Linked DNA regions of Mus musculus: regions 1 and 2 are each linked to region 3. Evidence: chromatin contacts called from public HiChIP or PLAC-seq and Micro-C data. All regions are on one chromosome and are shown on one strand. The core of a region is the stretch at or near the end of the contact, and the rest is flanking DNA. Distances in the headings are between cores, read along the strand shown. Region 1 holds the start of Lpar1 (lysophosphatidic acid receptor 1). Region 2 has its middle 64 kb from the start of 1700042G15Rik. Region 3 holds the start of Txn1 (thioredoxin 1).

What was found. Hi-C and Micro-C count contacts between places; a contact is called where the count stands out from the background. HiChIP or PLAC-seq counts read pairs in DNA pulled down with a chosen protein or histone mark.
Region 1: a Micro-C map of embryonic stem cells shows a contact between it and region 3, with 7 times the contacts expected there. The contact joins the promoter of Lpar1 here to the promoter of Txn1 in region 3. A contact is called at or near these places in 13 of 39 promoter capture datasets (the 3T3-L1 cell line, 3T3-L1-derived adipocytes, the SN4741 cell line and 8 more), 1 of 484 Hi-C or Micro-C datasets (embryonic stem cells) and 4 of 115 datasets of contacts at active chromatin or transcription factors (the NIH/3T3 cell line, astrocytes and embryonic stem cells).
Region 2: an H3K27ac HiChIP or PLAC-seq map of trophoblast stem cells shows a contact between it and region 3, with 3 times the contacts expected there. The contact joins the enhancer-like site here to the promoter of Txn1 in region 3. A contact is called at or near these places in 7 of 39 promoter capture datasets (the 3T3-L1 cell line, the SN4741 cell line, hippocampal neurons and 4 more) and 7 of 115 datasets of contacts at active chromatin or transcription factors (embryonic stem cells, epiblast stem cells, large pre-B cells and 1 more).

What each region holds. Positions count from the first base shown.
Region 1 is chr4:58,551,993-58,555,798 of GRCm38.p6, reverse strand. It overlaps Lpar1 (lysophosphatidic acid receptor 1), which reads left to right and starts at 2,506. Exons shown (of 4, transcript NM_172989.1): 1 at 2,506-2,665.
Region 2 is chr4:57,426,403-57,430,319 of GRCm38.p6, reverse strand. No RefSeq gene overlaps it. Among named protein-coding and RNA genes, the nearest start is that of 1700042G15Rik, 64 kb to the right of the region's middle. Within about 2 kb of position 1,474, at least 25 of the 459 cell types and tissues checked have an H3K27ac peak or open chromatin away from gene starts, as enhancers often do. A contact at or near this core is called in trophoblast stem cells, where this site is marked.
Region 3 is chr4:57,954,482-57,958,324 of GRCm38.p6, reverse strand. It overlaps Txn1 (thioredoxin 1), which reads left to right and starts at 1,914. Exons shown (of 5, transcript NM_011660.3): 1 at 1,914-2,138. The coding sequence starts at 2,115. It overlaps Gm35344 (a long non-coding RNA gene), which reads right to left and starts at 1,882. Exons shown (of 3, transcript XR_881303.3): 1 at 813-1,882.

The DNA of each region.
Region 1 (3,806 bases), core at 1,257-3,756, 600 kb before region 3:
TGATCGGCTGTGGTACATCTTTTCATCTCTAATGAACTGGTGAGCACATGGGTTTAATGAGGATGGACACTCCCACTTGAGGTTGAGAAGGACCATAGAGTAGTCAAAGTAGTTAACACATTGGGATGGAAGTAGCTACATTCCTCAAGAAGGCAAGAGATAAACCAGCCATTCAAGGTGAGTACGAGCTAAGAGAAGCTCATTTACCTTGTGCCTTTAATAGTGAGGGATGGCTAGCCATGGGAATCACTTTGTCTTTTTATTTGATTTAGAAATATTGCTATCAAGAAACCAAACAGATGGAGTGAGCAGTAGGAGGAAGAAAATTAGGCAATAGGTCTGATTATTCTGAGTTTAGTATCACTATAGGGGAAAAGTGAAAACCTTCTTCAGTGTATTCTTGTTTTCTTTAATATGTATGTATAAAACTTGATGGTTTCCTATTCATCTCAACTTCCTAATAGTTTAAGATCAACTATCATTATTTGTAATTAGGGAATGGTTTTTATATATGAGCTTATTTATTATTTTATGGATTTTGTACTGCTGGGGGTCAAGCTCAGGATCTTATACTTGCTAGGCAAGCACTGTATATACCTCAACAATACTTGCTACACAATTGTATATGTTTCTGTTTGTTGTTGAGAACAGAATTGGTGTTGGGTCTAATTTTTATATTTTAAGTAGATAACTATAAAACAAGTCATAAATTGATATAAAATGGATTTGGAAAGCAGAGTCTTTTTAAAAAGAGATTTGAATAGTTTCCCCCACAATTCTTCATCCTGTCTCAAGCTCCCCAGGGCTGAGATTGCAGGTAAAAGTCATCGTTGCTGCACAGAATGAACAAAATTCTTGAACAGAAATCTGCCTGCCTCTGCCTCCCAAGTGTGGGGATTAAAGGCGTGTGCTACCACCTCCCGGCTCAAAATTCTTAAAAGTAAACAGCTTTGGAGAATAAATAAACGACCAGCTTTACAGTTCAGTTTTGAGCACCGTGAAAAATCATGGACAGGAAATGGTCATGGTCCCATCAAGTCACAACCTGTTGAAAGCTTGGGAACTATCCAACCCCCAGTGTCTTATCTTATCAGCTCTGCCCATAGCTGCTAGGCAGCGACCTCTTTGTACGAAGCAAGGGGTTGTCCATCCACTCCCTCGCTGCCTTTCATTTTCTGTCAGCTACGGTGCCGCCAGCCAGTCCTGCTTTTCTGTGGTACTACAACCCTAGATGTCCCTCAGGCTTTTACTCCCAGGCATCTGCTTTTGATGTGTGGAGGACTCCGCTGTGGGTTGAGGCAGAAAATTCTGATGACTCAACACACCCTGGGGGCCTGGAGTGTGAAGCAGGTGGGTGAAGACCGGCTGGAGAGTCCTCTCTCTCTGTCCGCATCTACTACTGAGTGATGGTAAGGCTTCTGAGATGGAAGTCTCCAGAAAATGATTCTTAGGTCCTGCCTCCGCCTACACTTCCAGGTGTGCCTTCCCTGCCCTTAATTGCCCTATGAAAAATCTTAGTTTGCCCTTGGAAAGTTACACTCCTAGCTGAAGAGAAATTTATAATCATAGCTCTAGGGACACAAAGGCACGCTCGCTTTGATTTGCAATTGCAAAGCCAACTATTGCTTTTCTATGGCCTGAAGTACAGGGCTGTGCTGGTTGAAACTTTGTGTGCTGCCTGAAAAAGTTTAGAAACTCAACTCGGAGGAGGCCATACACCAAGTTCTCTCTCCCCCCCCCCCCTTTCTTTTCTTGTTTTCCCCAGGCTCTGTGATGGTTTCCAGGGCTTTTCAAATGAGGAGGGGACAGCAACAAAGCATGCACCATGCAGGGCGTCCACCAAAGCTCTGCAAGAGGCCTGGCGCTGGGGTGAGCACAGGAGGGGCCAGGGGTGACGGAGGTGGGTGTGTCTGCTGTGGAGGGTCAAGGGAGCGCCGCGAAGGTACTGAATGAAAAGCTTAGGCTCCCCTCACCCCCACCCCCTCCCCGACCTGCAGCAGCGCGGGAAGTTCAGTGAATGACTGGGGGAGGGGACCACAGGAGGCAGAGTCGCTGTGGGTGCCACGCAGGTAAGGAGAGCAGAGCGGCTTGGGAGGAAAGGCGCTTTGGGGTGCGGGGAGTTTCTGACTTGTGCTCTGTGGATGTGGCAGAAAGCGCCAGAAGGAGGAGAGGTAAGGAGGCTGGCACCCGTGCCTCTTCTGCTGCCTGCCTGTTCCTTGAGCCCGGGAAGTTGGAACTGGGCGGCAGTAAAGCCCCGGGAGTTGTGACTCTTGTCCTCCAGCACAGTGCTGCCCTCCGTAGGCTCCGGGTTGTGCTGGGGTGAGGCTTGGGTTGGGTTGGCCCGGCGGCTGCGTGAACTGCGGAGCTGGACCTAGCAGGTAAAGACACGGCGGCCGGGTGTCCCTTGGCGCGGCGCGGGTGGCGACCGCCCCGCCTCCCATCGGCGCGATCGGCTCGCACTGTCCCACCACCCGCCGCTTTGTAGCCGTGCGCGTGAGCGCCTGAGTGCGCGCGCCCGCGGGCCCGGAGTGGGTGGGTGTGCGCGCGTGTGTGAGGCCGCCTGCAGGAGGCGAGGCTGCCCTGGCCTCCCGCACCAGCCGGTGGAACTCAGCCCGGGAGGGAAGTCGCCGCAGCCGCCCGGGCGGCCCTCCCGACCTTTGGCCAGGTCAGTGCGCCCCAGGGTCCGTCCAAGTGACACGTAGGTGGCCTCCTGTTGCTTACCTGGATCGGGTTGGGGACGCGAGAGGGCTGGCAAGGGGCTCCCCAAGTTTATTGGTGCCGCGTCCCCGACGACTTAGATGGCTCGGGTGTCCGCGCGTCCCGCGCTCAGTTCACTGCTCACCAGAGACTTTGTCGTCCCTTGAGTTTAAGGAATTTAAACTGAAGTTTCCTTGAAGCCGCCCTAGGCTTAGTCTGTACCTGGGAAATGCAAGGCGGGGAAAAACCTGATTTTGCTTGAATGGGTTGATCGGCTGTTTGCTCCTGTAGGGAGGGAGACTTTACTGTGAATGGTTTTAAACTTTAGGCTTGTTTTTCTTTGCTGCCATTTGGTCTTTGATGTGAGGCACCCAGGGCTTGTTGCTGCTTCCAGGCTGGGGCCCTAGACTGTCTCTTTTCTCAGTCCTTTCTTCCTCGTCTCCCGTTTTCTTTCTTCCTTTCGCCTGTGTTTCTTCTTCTTCTTCTTTTTTTTTTCTTTTTAGTTGAAATCTTCGGAGCTTTCCTTCCATGTGGGTTTCCAGCGAGTACTGGCTTGTGAAAAGTTTTACTCTTAAGCTATACCCATCGTCAGAGATACCTATTGCTAACTGCAACTAGAAGAAGGTAGCTAGTTATTAAAGCGGAATCCTCTATTCGTTTCGACAGAGCTGCGTGCTTATCCTTTTGTGTAAGTGTCTTTTGCTCACCTAACATGACTATGAAGTCAGAAGTCCGGGTTTCAAAGTCTTAGAAAATGGAAGAACATAGTCTCTTTCAGATGGAATGAATACCAAGGAAGAGGAATCAACATTACGCTTAAGGCCCCGTGCACCACAGCCAGCTGCATTAAAACACAGCTGTAATAGCATCTAGTTTTTGCCCTTGGTTCCTCCAGATGCAACATCATGAATAATAATCACCAGGGCTCTAATATTTTTTAAAATTCTATTTTATTTTTCCTTTTCTTTGGTCTTGAGTGTGAATTTGAGGGAAAAAATGTAGAAAGAGAGGGAAGCAGTTTGAGGCGGAAAGGCTGAGAAGGGTGACTTGCAGAACCACATCAGAGCCTCCTTGTACACAGCGTCCCCTAGCGGTGTACCCTGAACGGG
Region 2 (3,917 bases), core at 225-2,724, 530 kb after region 3:
AAGCGTAAAAACTATCACCAGACCTAACATCTTTAACCTGGTGGTCTAGAAAAAAAGGAGCCATCTGAGGGAAGTAACATAGTGGTAGTTTTCTGAAATTGTATTGCATAAGCTTTTGAATAAGAATACTAACATTGAGAACCATGTGGGATTCTGGGAGCTGCCTGGAATTCTGGGTAGCATTATGGCTTGGGAGGATGAGGAAGGGTGAGGTCCATTGCTCCGAAAAGGATTTTAGTGTTCCCTGATTCAAAGTGAACAAACGGGACATGTGACTAGCAATAGCCTCGGGCTTGCTTGGTTCGTGTTTTCCAGGTTACTAGGAATAGAAGCATGTAATTAGAAGGGGCTGGAGAGAAACAGAAAAAGTGTTACTTCAATAGCTCCAACTGGGGAGAAAAGTGTGACAATGGCCCGAAACAACACAACAACATCAGCTTGGGGGAGCTGGGCAGAGGTACACACATCAGGGCAGTGGTGTTTGGCACCTGCAGTTAGGAGTAGACAATTTTCCAGCTTTCCCCTTGCTCATTGTTCTTCATTTTGTTGAAAATGTGCTCGATGCGTATTTAACATCTTTTTTTTCCTGTAGCTATACAGATGGTTGTGAGCCTTCATGTGGTTGTTGGGAATTGAATTTTTAGGACCTCTGCTGTCTCCAGTCGGCCCTGCTCACTCAGGCCCAAAGATTTATTTATTATTATACATAAGTACATTATAGCTGACTTCAGACACACCAGAAGAGGGTATCAGATCTCATTACAGGTGGTTGTGAGCCACCATGTGGTTGCTGGGATTTGAACTCAGGACCTTTAGAAGAGCAGTCGGTGCTCTTACCCACTGAGCCATCTCACCAGCCTGCGTGTCTGGCATCCTCTCCCTCATTAGTGGTGGATAAGTGAAGCTATTGCTGTAATTTTACATATCTAGCTCAACAAGAAGGAAATAAAAGCAATCTTTCCCCTGCTGGGAAGCTCAAGGTCCCATTCCAGGACACCAACAAGCCAATAGCAAACCACAGGATGAGTCACTAGGATACAAAAGCCCGCCCGCCTCCTCACCTCCTCACCTTTACCGGATTCCACTTGTGCTCTTCAACAAGTGTCACTTATGGAGATTTCTAATGTTTGTGTTTGGTGACATTCTCTGCTTGACGTGTTTAGACTTCTATGTAAGTAATGTCACTGTCAGCTCCATGCAGGAAAGAAACATTTCTCATGGAAGAGATCTTTCTTCATCTAGAACTGTGCAGTTGGGATGTGTAATTAAACAAGAGACTGAATTTTGTTGATTGGAATGTCTCCACTCTATTTGCAGAGTCATTGTGAGCTTTTGTATCTGTCTTCTTGCACTAATAAATTCTCTCTGCAAGGTGTCATCTCACACATTTGCTTGTACTGCTACTGACTCATGGAAAAGTCACCCAGAGACTAAGGCAGGAAGGCTGAGGCCAAAATGTACATTGTTTCTTTTCTTTGGTTAAGCAGGAACAAAGATGAACTCCATTCTGGGTAGAGCGCCTGTTGATCTGCGAGGGCTTATGAGTGGACTCAGGCAAAGCACTTAGAGCAACCGAGTCCTGACTCTTGGGGAATTCTTGTAATGGCAGTCTATTGACAATGAGAGAGACCCGTGGGGTCGGTGATACAAACGTCTATGCTCAACTTAGGATCATCCTCTTGTTAAAGCCCATTTGTTGTTTTCTTCCCGTTCAGAGGGCTGAAAGGACCTATTTGTTTGTTGTCAGCATCCTCTCACCCACCCACAACATGACGTATGCGTTCAGAACAGCCCATGATTATGGGTGTACAGATGGAGCCAGAACATTTATTCCACCACTGCCAAGTCTGACCTACAACGGGAGACAAACAATGAACTCTCAGAGATAACATGGTGACACCATGGACTCACTCAGGGAACTTTGCCAAGGACAATGGCTACCCCTCAGCCATCAAAGAGAAACCAACCTGATGTCACCCAGGATTCTACACGTTGGTCAAGCCATGAGACAGAAGACCATGGCACTGTTCACTTACTAAAAGCCTAATCATTTTGTTCAGCATCATCTGATCAGCTCTTCTATGCATGAAGAGGCTTGGGAGCTATTTTGTTCATTTGTTATGATTAATGGCTGTGTTCTGGTTAGTTTTCTGTCCATTTGTGTTGGGATGACCCACAAATATTGTATTTACTGTCTATGAAAAAGTGTGTCCCTGGGTTCTCAATTTTTAATTGCTGGACCTCTGGCACTAGACTAGCAGAATTTATAAATATTTGTTACTGCTTCCTCACCTGCCCCAAAAGAAAGACAAGCTGCCCTGGGGAAGTCACCTATCCCCTCTCTCCCACCCCCACCCCCCACCCCCACTCCCACCCCACCCCCACCTGAGCCAACTGGATGAATAAGGAGTGTGGCTTTTGCATAATAAAGAGCTAGCCAATAGGGCTGGGAGTGAAAGAAAGACAGACAGAATGTAATATATAAACCACTAGAACATGATCCCAAGCGGGGACAAACACTAATGTCTATAGTTTTATTCGTTCATATGTCCATATGTGTAAGTACCTGATACACATTCAATACATATCCGTTAAATAAAAGAAAAATAACTCCTCATGATCAAGACCCTAGGAAGTTTTTTTCTTAGATGAATCTTTAATGGGATCAAAGTCTTTACAGTTGATAATTGTTTGGTTTCATCCCCAGGACAAGGGACTGAGGTGCCTATTTTACATACCAAAGCAGACCTGGCCTCCTGGTTCTCCCAGTATCCCTCAGTCCCTACCGGGCATACCCTGCCCCCAAAGCTGAACTTTCCAGCCCAAAGGCTGGGCAGTCCTTCCCCCAGAGGCTCTTCTCTATATAATCCAGACATTTTGGTCTCTCCTCTCTCTCCTGTTCTTTCTCCTTCTCTTTCTCTACTTCTCTCACTGCACACATTCTTTCTTTCTCTCTTCCCCTTCTCTCTTCTCTCTCTCTCTCTCTCTCTCTCTCTCTCTCTCTCTCTCTCTCACTCTCTCTCTCTCTCTCTCTCTCTCTCTCTTTCTCTCTTCCCATGGCAACTTCCCTGACCTTGATCCTTGGAGCCAGTAAACTCACCGGCCTGAGAGCAGCTTCCCAATAAACCTTCATTTAATATAATCTAATCTGGCTTGAATTGGCTCATTTCAACAGCAGAGAAATAACTTATCAATAGTTGCCGTGGCAACATTACTCTTGTACAAAAGCTGCCGTATGCCTAGACAGAACTGTTTGTACCTAAATGATCTAGAATGTCACACACTACACACACACACACACACACACACACACACACACACACAAGGCAGGTAAGAAAGTCTGCAAAACTGTCTTCTTTTCCTTTAATGCTGAAGAAAATTATAAAAAGAAACTCATCTGTGCAAAATGGCCTTATGTTCTGACATTCATGTTCTGACTTCAGTGTTCATAGTTTGCGCACCAGACCTTGGGCGTGTGTTTGGGACTATATGCTGAATTTCATGTCTTTCAAGGGTCTGTAGGATAAGATCATATCCTTGGAGGTAGAGGAGGGTTTCCAGGAATAATCTAACTCACATCACCTTTGGTACGGAAAATGCAAAGTAAAAGAGAAGTTAATATTAAAACTGTGTTAAGGGAAAGAGGGTATTTGGTACCCTGATTGGAACTGAGACCACCACGATGCATAAGACCAATAAAGATCTCAAGGTCTAGTGAGAAAAAGATGTATGTATAATTGATATTTAAGCACATTGCTGTAAGCACTGTCAAAGATGGAGATGAGAGGGGAAATAGGAGGTTTGCCAGGAGGGATTGATATCTAGGATATGTCTTTAAAGATAAATCGCTTTAAGCTAGAAGCAAGTGTGTGTGTGTGTGTGTGTGTGTGTGTGTGTGTGTGTGTGTGTGTGTGTCC
Region 3 (3,843 bases), core at 665-3,164:
TCGCCCCATCCACCCCAGCTCTCTGCCCTCGTCTCAGACAGATGCCGTTCAGTATAACAGCCTGTCGCTGTTCACGTGGTCGGTTCACAGGGTGCTAAGCAGTGGACACATTTCTCAGCTCGTTACACATACAGTATTGTAACTCAAACCTTCAGCATACGGTGGTATTATTTTCATTTCGCAAGGGAACCTGGGGCACAGAAAAGCTAAATAAACTGCCCTAGAGAGACAGAGCTACTTAAGTGGGGATGCAGACAGGAGAGCTGGCAGAGCTGTGAAGAATCTTAACACTCACTCTAACCTCCCAGTTCTTCATTCTCTTATTGTCGATATCCCCCACATTTACCCATGTGTATTGGTACTGTACAGGTGCCAGGGAGTCATGCCTTCCTAGCAGAATCAGTGGACATCTGAGGGTCTGTGGAGAGGTGCCAGCTAAGGGAGGAACCCTTCCAAGTTCTACAGGTCAGTGTTTGACTACCAAAAAGCCAGAAACCTGGAATGTAGCTGGACTGAAAAGACCCGACAGCTGCAAAGAGAATTAATAGATTCTGCTCATCTGCCTGGGGTTCCTCTCTGCCTCAGCTGTCCTAAAGGGAAGGCTACTGCCTTTGGGGCAGCATCCACCCGCAGTCTAGGGCTATGTTCAGAACACTCCCTCTTGTCTACATCCTCACTCATTACTTGAATTCCTCAGCCCTTCAAAAACATCGCACAACTGGTTCTGGTATTTTAAATGTTTTGAACAAGGGAAGCCAGTGGGTAGGGGTAGGGTGGCTGAGACACAGTTTCATTAGCCTCCCGTGCTTCACCTCGATGTAGATTTATCTAGATCGGCTCTCCAAATGCAGGCTTGGTGAGTTCCTCCCAGGATGCTGGCTCTGTCCAGTCTCCACCTCAGCTGCTTCACCAGAACATACAGCGGCACTCTTGGGGCTGCACAAAGCCACCTTAAGAATCTTAGCTTCTTCCACCATGCCCTGTCCTCCTGAACATCACCTCAGTTATCATTGAAGAAGACTCTTCCTGGCGTCCTCTCCCAAGGCGGAAAAATCTCCTCAAAGCCTATACTGTCATTGTAAATACAAGGCAGCCAAACTCAGCAAGGCCCCACAAGGCACCACGCAAGCTTAATTAGCGCTCGCGATGACTATAATTAGAATAATTCATTGAGTGCTTCCTTATGGGCCAAACGCTGTCCTCAGTCAGTTTTCAAGCCCTTAAATCCTTCAAGACAATGCTGGGAGCTAGACTATCCGATCTCTATCATGCCTACATGTGCATGGGGCACAGAACAGGGCTCTAAACGGCTCTGTGCCTCTCCCAGTAGCAGGTTCACCTGTTAAAGTTAAGGAATAGGAGAGAGAGAGGAGAAAGAAGCGGCAAAGAACTACCCAGAAAGTTGGCGAGGACGCGCACTGAGACACTTCCTGGTCATCGTTACTCAGCACTTTGAGTCGAACTGCAGCATGGCCGCCCTAGTCTAAGGATACACCTCTGCCTGGGCAGTCCTAGGGACTGTCCCCAGCCCCAATCTGGAAGTATCTGACTTAGGTCTAGTTTGGGGCATGGGCAGTGTGATTACAGAAGGACTCTACGGTGTGAGAGAGGACCGTGATCTACCCCGGCGCTGTTCGCTGTTAAAGTGCCCTTGAGGCAGCTGGAAGTTGGCTCTTAGGGGTAGCTGCCGCGCGGCGTCTGGAGCCTGGAAAAACCCGAAGCTGCTCCAGGAGCCTGTGCTAGCTCCGCCCCTTATAAACTAAGGTTCTTGTTCGGCAGCTTAGAGTGGGGCGGGGAAGCCAGGAGTGAGGCCAGCGCTAGGACAGTCCCCAGGCTGCACTAGTAGCCGACTCTGGCTCCGCCCCCTGGAAAACCGCCCCACCTCTTGGGGGCGTGGTCTAGGCGCGGCCTGCCCAGGCGCCTTGGCGGACGCGGGAGGCGGGAAGCGCGTCCCCGCCGCGCGTGCCCGTCCGCCCCGCCCTGCTGCGCTCCGCCCTATTTCTATAAAGAGAAGGCGGGCGCCGCACTCGGTTGCAAGCTCCGTTGGGCGCCTTGGATCCATTTCCATCTGGTTCTGCTGAGACGCGTGTGGCTCCCTCCCCGCAACAGCCAAAATGGTGAAGCTGATCGAGAGCAAGGTACGCATGCCCGGGCGCCGCGCACATCCCGCGGTGCTGAAGAGGACACTCTCGGTGTCCCCGCGGGCTTAGCGGCCCAGGGCCTGTGTGCGCCCTCGGCGGTGGAGCATGCCCTGGGGGAGGGGACGAGGGGACCCTGGAACGCCGGGTACGGGAGATGCACTCGTGGGCAGCACCTGAGTCCCCGGAGCTGCACTCCCTACCGCCAGCCCAAATCTGGCGGAGGTGAAGAGATGGACCGGGGTCCTCCTGTGACACTCCCCCCTTCCCGTGCCCCAACTGAATCAGGATTTAGGATCTCTAGGAAAAGATGGAGAGCCGCCACTTCTCGAGTACGCGGTGCCACACGCCGCGCGGGTGTGTTGTACTGCTGGGCTCGGCCTTAGTTTCCCTCCATCAGTGACCTGCCGCCTAGAGGACACAGGCCAGGTCGGTGCATGAGGGTGGGTCTCGGGTCCCAGTTAAGTACCCTCGGATCGGTACCCCAGGTGACTACTAAGGAGAAAGGTCCAGGCCGCGCCCGAGAGACTCCTCCTCCTGCGTCGCAGGGCGTGTTTCCGGCAGCTCTGGCTTTGGAATGACTCAGTCCCCAAAGTCTGGCCCCGGGGCCTCGCAACCTTAAGGTTTCAGTGATTGACCCTCCATAAGTGGGCTTTGCTGGAACCAGGGCTCTCCCCCAGGGAGTAGTCAAGTACAAAGTCCTGCCCTTTGGGAAAAGAAAAATAATACCCAAGGGAAAAACTGTTACCATATTCGAAAGTTACTGAGAACCAAAATATCCTCCAGATTGGGAAACCCAGAGCCTGTTACACTGTAACTATTCGGGGAATATTTATAAAATGAAAAGTGAAAGGAGGTTGGGGGTGGAAATTGATGTGTGAAAGACTGGCTCACCCTTAAACTAGGAAATCCGTGGAAGACAGGTCCGCGCCCTCCAGTTTTGAGCACCTGGTTGGGTCTCAGTACAAAAGTTGGCTCACCCACTACCAGCCATATTAGTCCCAGCACCCAGTTGGATCCTTATCTGTTTAAACTGACCTACTTATGGAACCTTTGCCATTCCAATAGGAGCGGTGTACATTGGTGCCAGGAAACCAGTTACTCGGAAAAAGCTTGGGCCCCAAAAGCCTGCTACCAAGGCTCTGATCGGAGTCGCCCAGAATCAGAAGTTAAACTGAATACACATAAATTTCATGTGATGGGCTTAAGTTGATTAATTAAACTATGTAAAATGTAGCCTTATTTCTGACGACTGTGTGGGTAGTTAAAGGCCCCTGGGGTCAATCTCCACACAGGAGTGGAATAATAGGCTATGATATAATGGCTCAGAAATCAACAGTTGATTTGCCGTGTTTATCTTTAAGAATAAAATTATTCCTTGAACTACACACACACTTTGCTCAGTGCTTCACAGACCACGTGTTAGACCAAGGCGTTGGCTCATGCCTCTAATCCCCAGCGCTCAGGAGGCTGGGCTGTCTCAAAAAAAAAGCAAAGAACACTTTGTTATTTGCTGAATATGGTTTTGTTGTTGGGGCTTTCTGTTTCGGTTTATATTCACATATAGGGGTGGGGCATCCATTGGCAGTGGTCAGAGGACAACTTGAGAGAGTTGGCTCACTTCTACCTTGTGGGTCGTGGGTATTGAACTCAGTTCGTTGGTCTTGGTGGCAGGCACTTTAATGTGCTGAGCCATCTTGCCAGC